Linked DNA regions of Salmo salar: region 1 is linked to region 2. A link is a contact called in public Hi-C data. All regions are on one chromosome and are shown on one strand. Each heading gives the region's core, a stretch centred on a gene start, on an enhancer-like site or on the middle of the called end of the contact. The rest is flanking DNA. Distances are from core to core; before and after follow the strand shown. Region 1 holds the start of tbcb (tubulin folding cofactor B). Region 2 holds the start of LOC106612494 (signal-induced proliferation-associated 1 like 3).

The links. A called contact is a pair of places that touch in the nucleus more often than the background predicts.
Region 1: a contact with region 2 is called in a Hi-C map of muscle, with 4 times the contacts expected there. The contact joins the promoter of tbcb here to the promoter of LOC106612494 in region 2. A contact is called at or near these places in 2 of 3 Hi-C or Micro-C datasets (blood and muscle).

The regions. Positions count from the first base shown.
Region 1 is chrssa09:114,923,129-114,926,917 of Ssal_v3.1, reverse strand. It overlaps tbcb (tubulin folding cofactor B), which reads right to left and starts at 2,407. Exons shown (of 7, transcript NM_001140492.1): 1 at 2,281-2,407; 2 at 1,882-2,051; 3 at 1,591-1,734; 4 at 1,140-1,236; 5 at 659-850. The coding sequence starts at 2,001.
Region 2 is chrssa09:114,781,972-114,785,596 of Ssal_v3.1, reverse strand. LOC106612494 (signal-induced proliferation-associated 1 like 3) reads right to left here and starts at 2,166. Exons shown (of 23, transcript XM_045724369.1): 1 at 1,946-2,166.

The DNA of each region.
Region 1 (3,789 bases), core at 1,158-3,657, 140 kb before region 2:
CTTAGCTCCATTATGTTTCTTTTTTTATCCTGAAGAACTCCCCAGTCCTTAACAATTACAAGCATACCCATAACATGATGCTGCCACCACTATGCTTGAAAATATGGACAGTGGTACTCAGTAATGTGTTGTATTAGATTTGCCCCAAACATAACACTTTGTATTCAGGACAACTTATCATTTGACATAAGCTAAGTTTTACACAAACTTATTTAGGCTTGCCATAAAGACATTTCAGCTTTTAATTTTTTATTAATGTCAAAACATTTCTAAAAACAATTCCACTGACATTATGGGGTATTGTGTGTAGGCCAGCAACATTTTTTAAAATCCATTTTAAATTCAGGCTGTTATAACAAAATGTAGAAAAAGTAAAGTGGTGTGAATACTTTCTGAAGTCTCAATTCAATTTAAAGGGTCTCTCTCTCCCTTTCCTGTGGACACCCCATCTCCACCTCCTACCGCCAAAAAGGACCAACAGCATGTACAACAAGTACAGTAAGTGGAAATACATTATTCAACACTCTGGCTTGTAGAGACTATTGCGTCTTTTTAGGGCGACTTCAGTCAGACTGATAATCCATGGAGTAACCATGGTAACAGTCTGCTTTGACTAGCCTAAATCCTGTTGTGGAAAATAAGCTTCAACCTCACTCACCAACATACATAACGGTGCCAATCTTGGTGGGTAGCCCTACAACCTGCACTTGGCATCGGTTGCCAACGCCGATGGCAGCAGCAGCAGCCTCCTCCTCGGCCTCACGAGCTGCAAGCTCTGCCCCCTTTTTAGCCGTCTCTTCTTCATTGAAGCGACCAACGCGTTGCTTCTTCATGAATGACCTTACAGAATCTGAGGAGGTAAAATGGACAATCCACATTGAAATCCCCATATTACAATGGTAATTAGTTTGTCACTCAATCATTACGTAATGTACTGAGGAAAGGTTTTGCCATGTAACCTCAAACTGAAAGGTAACACAGGATGTAGATGAGAGCAAGTATCACTAGTTCTCTGTTGTGGCACTCGAAAGTGGCAAATGGCTTTCAACAAGTCTTATCTTCACTGCCTCCGATTCAATTTGAAATGTAGGCATAAGCTTTAGCTGTGAATGATGGACGATAGCTCAAGCTCACAGTACCTGTCCTCTTCTCATAGACCTCGTCTGGAATCTCAAATTTCTCCACTTTAGACAGATCACTGAACTCTCCGCTCTGGGCTCCACTGCGGTCAATCACCTAGGCACACAGAATTCACCATCATCCTGACTCAGCATATTGAATAAAAAAATAACAGAATGGCTCAGTCATCTTACAGGTGCCAGTCAGTTTCTGCTTTTAACCAACTGGTCGCTGTTTAGCCCAATAAGACAAGTATGGCAAGGCAACAATATAACCTTATTGAATTTAGAAAGAGGCTGGCAATCAAGCTAGCAAAGTCATGCTGTGGTCAGCAATCTTGTGAGCATTGAAGTCACTTGCGGATTAAGAGACCCTATCAACAGATCTAACATCTTACGCATGACTCCAGTGTGAATAAAGGTAAACAGGGGACATACTATGTGAGCAGTGTTTGAGCACAGAAGTACATACGTGAATTTTGCAGTCATCATCCACAGGGTAGGAACCTAGTAGGGCCTCGTTGTCATCCAGTTTCTGCATGAACTTGTCAGTGGTACTGAAAAGCTGCAGTTCCATGCTGGAGGCCGGGGTACCCACAACCATCTCCAATTTACCCTAGAGGGAAAAAAATAGACCACGAGAAACTGCATCACATGGCCACAGGCTGGGCTGTGCCTGTGGTCTTAGTGTCGGCAGTGCAGAGGGGCAATTGCTACATTATTATAATTCAGAGGCCCGAAGGCCAAATTAGCAACAACTTACCTTGAATTCGGCGATGGTGATTCCCCTGTTATATCGTTTATTCACCTCGAACGAACTGATGGTACTGGTCAGCCGCACCGACACTGTGGGATTGGTGATCACTGTCACGCCACCGTCCATTTTCAAGCTTTTGTTTCGCCGGTGTTTAACTTATTCAGGCACAACGACCACTGCATAAAATACAAATAACAGTTAGTCAGCTAATTAACGTTAACATTCTCACCTAAATAAATAGTACACAACAGTTGCAAATGGATTTCAACATGGCTAGTCAGATACAAAGTTCAGTTTAGAAAAAGAGAACTAGCTAGCTTCAGTAGCTAGCATGCACGCAGCAAACTAAACAAAGTTAGCTAGCTAACGTGAGTCCTTCCAGCTTGGTCGCTCACAAATATTTACCTGTCCTTCTGCGCTTTTCTTGACGATCTCTATAAATACGTAGCTACTATCAAATAACTGGGTGTTTTTATACTAAAACAATCCAGGGACCATGTGCAGTAATCTCAGTGAACCGACGGGAGAAGGGTGGCTGGCGGATGTGTTGTTCACCTCAAACGACACCTCCCACAGATCCTGGTACGCCCAGTTCTGGAACCTTCTACCCGCCCACAACCGCAGGGAACCAGTCATGTCATTAACATGTCGGGTGGGTATTTGGGTTGACCAATGAGTAGCACATTTCTAAGATGCCGTCACAGAAAGAAAGGCTTTGGGATGCCTACATAGGCACGTCAATCATGTTGATAGAAGTGGCCTTTCATGATTAGTAACCAATCATCAATGTAGGAATCAATGCGGAGTTTTGCGTGAAAGTGCCACGCCCAAATAATAGAAGTATCAATTGTATCCACGTAGTGGCGCTATAAGCCATATAAAGCCCAAATGTTTTGTTTTGTAACAAAGTCATTCAATGTTAGCTACATTGTTACAATGTTGAATTGCGATGAGAGCAAAGAAAATTGTGCATTGAATAATTTTGAAGTTAGTCTGTTGATTGAATAAAAAAAAAAATCATTTTCAATGTCAAGTGCAGAATAATTTGATTCCTTGCTAAGGTGTTCACTGCTTTATGACATATTAATCACAGTGAGAAAGAGACACATTCTTACCTTTGAAAAGTTATTACCAGGCCCTGCCTTTGACATATAATGGTTGTCTACTCCAATATCTACTCATCGATGTATGAGTGGGAAATAAACAGATCAGACAGGAACATAAAATAACATCTGTGCATCAAATTAGAATTTAGGGCTGAGAGTGGGAGTTTGAGGGCTTGTATGGTCAGAAAAGACAAGATCAAAGAAAGGAGTATGGGGGTGCAGCCAGAAGCCAGACCGCCTCCCCACTACCTCCACCCCTAGAGGAAAAGTTTACCATTCCTGTTTGAAGTTGAGATAGGGGTGTTTGGCCTTGCCTCATCACACTCTGTCTGTCTGCACATCCAGGTGTACGTGCTGTAAAACACTCTCTGTTACACACACACATACCATCTCTCTCACTTGGTCACACTCTTCATTCTCCGGGGAACTCATCATCATACACACAATCATCTGCAATTGCCGCCGACACAACAGTGGTAGGCCTGATCACCGACAACGATGAGACAGCCTATAGGGAGGAGGTCAGAGACCTGGCCGTGTGGTGCCAGGATAACAACCTCTCCTTCAACGTGATCAAGACAAAGGAGATGATTGTGGACTACAGGAAAAGGAGGACCGAGCATGCCCCCCATTCTCATCGACGGGGCTGTAGTGGAGCAGGTTGAGAACTTCAAGTTCCTTGGTGTCCACATCACCAACAATCTATCACGGTTCAAACATGCCAATATAAGGGCACAAAGCGAGACCCAGATGCAGACACGGGAGGCAGATTTGAGTCTTTGATATTTATTACATCCAAAAGGGGTAG
Region 2 (3,625 bases), core at 917-3,416:
AACTTCACTTGTTGGACCCAAACAGTAGCCAAGGCTATGACCTAAGCATGATCAACCCTCCAGCAGGTCACCAACCACATGAGAATTCCATGAAGCAGTATCAACCAGGTCATAGCCTGCCCAACTGTTTCAAGACTTTGATTCTCTGTTAACCAAACATAACTCCTCTTAGTTTAGGTTTTGATTCAAGAACTTTTGTCAAATATTTTGATCAAACATGAGACATTGATAGAAATTCCCTGATGGAAATTATCCACACCTAAGTGTTTGAATTAAACACTTCTATCTTTCAGTGATAGGCACCTGTAAAGTTGAAAGCAGCAGGGATGAATGAGGGGATCTGAAGTTGGAATTAGAGGCACCTGGTCGTGGTTATTCAACATTAACTGTGGTATTCAGAACTTCACAAGCACGCATTGCCTTTCTAATGTAATTTCCTTCAAATTAAGTGAATAGGCCCCTGAGGAAAATGCAGACGTGATTAGTGTAACATTAATGAGCTGATCTGAAACACTCTGTTCTCAGAAGCAGGGAAGTTAGTGGACTTGACCTTTTGTCGCCAGTACTGGCATTATCGTCATTATATTAGTCACGGAGAGAAAGCAACCAAAATAAATTGTTAAGCGCCGTCATATCTATGCTGCCCCCTGCATGAAAGGTCTATCCTGATATTTGATGTGTTATTTCCTGCGGCATTCAGTGCACAGGCATTTGGACTAATATACGACATGTAGACGCTTCACCCCCCTTTCCCACTGCACTGCACGCACACCCACCAGATGACTTTGAACAAAGTAGATAACTTTGAATCAAGAGGATATTTTAACATCACACAAACTCCATTCCAGAGTTATGGGTAAACTACAACTGCCTAACAGATACGATTGGTCAGGTGGCAGAAACAACTGACCTTAACATGTCACAATGACAGCTTATCAGCGTTGACACTAATGTGTACAAACAGGTCAGCATGGCTTGCTTAACTAGCATTCTGTTCAATGACAAACAAATATTGGAGAACTTTTGAGGTTTAAGTTTCTATGATTGAATGAAAGATGATTGATTGAATTAAAATCAGCAAGACCACTTATGAGGGCTTTAGTTAATAAAATGATCTAGCTAACTAGCTAGTTAGCATGCTAGCCAGAGTCACCCATACTAGGAACAACCATTTTCAGTGACCTAGTTAGTTAACTAGCTAGTTCGTAAGATTTTACCCATGAATCACACAACACCAAAACATTGTCGTAGGCTGCCAAACACGAAACGTATCCCCTAAACACGTATCCCCCAACACAAATCCCCTACAGAAAACAGTGTGTTTACATGGAAACCTTTTTATGGGCAATTCAGTCAAAACTAAATAAACCCACATTAGCAACTTCCTACTGCAGCACTTTTCAAAATTCTAAACTCGTTCAAGCTAGCTGACTTAGTAACATTGCCAAATGTTGTTGCGTTTCACTTAACGAGACAATTGTTCCATTGTCTGGAACTTGTCATTTTACCACTGCAGCTTGGCCTTTACAAGTATGATTAAATCAAGTAGAAAGTACAAACCCGGAGTATGCTAAATACTATGCGCATGCGTATGTATAGACGGCGGACCAGGAAGGATCGGGCATTTTTTAGTTAACAAAACATTATTTCTGAGACCGATATACTATGTTTTTAACTAGTTAACGGAATAATATGGGTCTAGGTGAGACGTATATTCACTGCGTGTTTAGATAGGTGCAACAACGATTGAAAAAGAACCCGTAGTATGCAAGTTGTTGGCTGCATAGCAGGAATGAAGTTATAGCTCTCGCTGGCCAGTTGCAAGTAGTGAGTAATGGTAGCGAACGTTACCTCGCTAGCTGACTCGCCACTTTTCAATGTTGTTGAGGAGCCCTAACTAATTACACAAACTACTTTTGAAATACGACTTGGGAGTGTTTCTTACCTATCGACGTTCTCGCACTTTCGACGAACTTATATCCCTTTAGAAATCCCCAATCCTAGGAGAAACATTGATAGAAACAAGCAGTCCGCTATATTGTTCAATCTCGCTCGCAAACGTTGCCAGGAATGCTCACTCGGAGTCGGATCACAGAAGCCAGGCGAAACCACCGCGCTGCGCTAGCAAACGATCTCACGCCGCAATGCGCCTGTGCGAGCATGGTTGTTGTAGTACCGATAGTAACATATGAAGGGCGGTATTCTACAACCATACATAGACGTGTTAGTATGTTCATTGCAAAAATGCAGTGAGTGCTGTTGCAATAATGTTTCGAGAAAAAACAACAACAGCGCTATTCAGAAATACGCAGTTATATTTTTCTGGTATAAGAGTTCCTAGCTATATTTGCCTGTAAATCATTTTTGCATCACGTTAATTGTCTATTTGGGGTTGTTGTTATAGAGTTGGAGCCTACTTATTAGTAAATAGCACAACCTTGTGGCAGTCAGTTATAATCAAAGCATTTTTACACGTAAACACAAATAGTGGCATACAGCGAGCGTTTGACTATTTTATTTTGGACATGACCTGAAAACATAAATCCCATCATCTCCACTTTATATGCTTGCCAACCACTATGGCGCAAAGGTGTCGTTTTACTATTAAGCTGCATTACATTATTTCTACGTCATAATACGCCAATTTTTCAAGGAAATATAATAATGTAGTCTGTTTTTATATATTTTTTTATTTATATACTTTTTCTTATATTTATATACTTTATCGCCATATTTTTTTTAAATTCATAATACAAAATTATCAACAACTTACATCGCTACATCAAACATGTCTAACAAAACAAAACACAGGTATAAACAAGAAAATACTAAATACGTACAAAAATACATACAAAAAAATAGTAAATACATACAAAAATACTAAATACATACAAAAAATAAAATACATACAAAAAATAAAACAATTATAGTGCAATTGTATTCACTCAGAATCTCATAATGATTCAGGAAGATGTTATTGGTTTTGTTATTCACTAGGAATAATGTCTTAACAAGATGATTCAATTCAATCCAAAATATTAGTAATTTTGGTATAGAATTCTGGAATTTTTGTTTGTGTATAATGTATTTAGTATGAAGTATAAAAAATTTAAATAAATCATTTCAATGGTCTTGTTATTGCAATATTATATCCTTCATGTCAAAAACATGGGTAGTGTTCAAAATGGTAAATAATATTCTGCGAGGTTTTCCCAAAATTCTATCACAGATTTACATTCATAGAACAAGTGAGTCAGATTTTTCCCGTCTTTTTCACAGAAAACGCAGATATCATCAATAGCCACAAATTTGGACAACATAGATTTACATGGATATGGATATCTTATGTAAAGTGCACTTCCTTAAATTTGTTTGGTATACAATATTTGTAAGGCATCAACCAAGACAATGTCAGGAATAAGCATGTTCCATAATTTTTTTCCTCTAGGCGTAAGTTGCTTCCGTGAATGGAAAATGTGTCTTATGTATTTATTACAAAAAGATTTCTCAAGTAAGCCCACACCTTCCAAACTGAGTTCTGGATAGGCTCTGTGATCATCACCAAGCTAAGATGAGTTTTCATTAGTGTAGTTAGACCACTGGGAATGGCTTTGATCACAGAAAT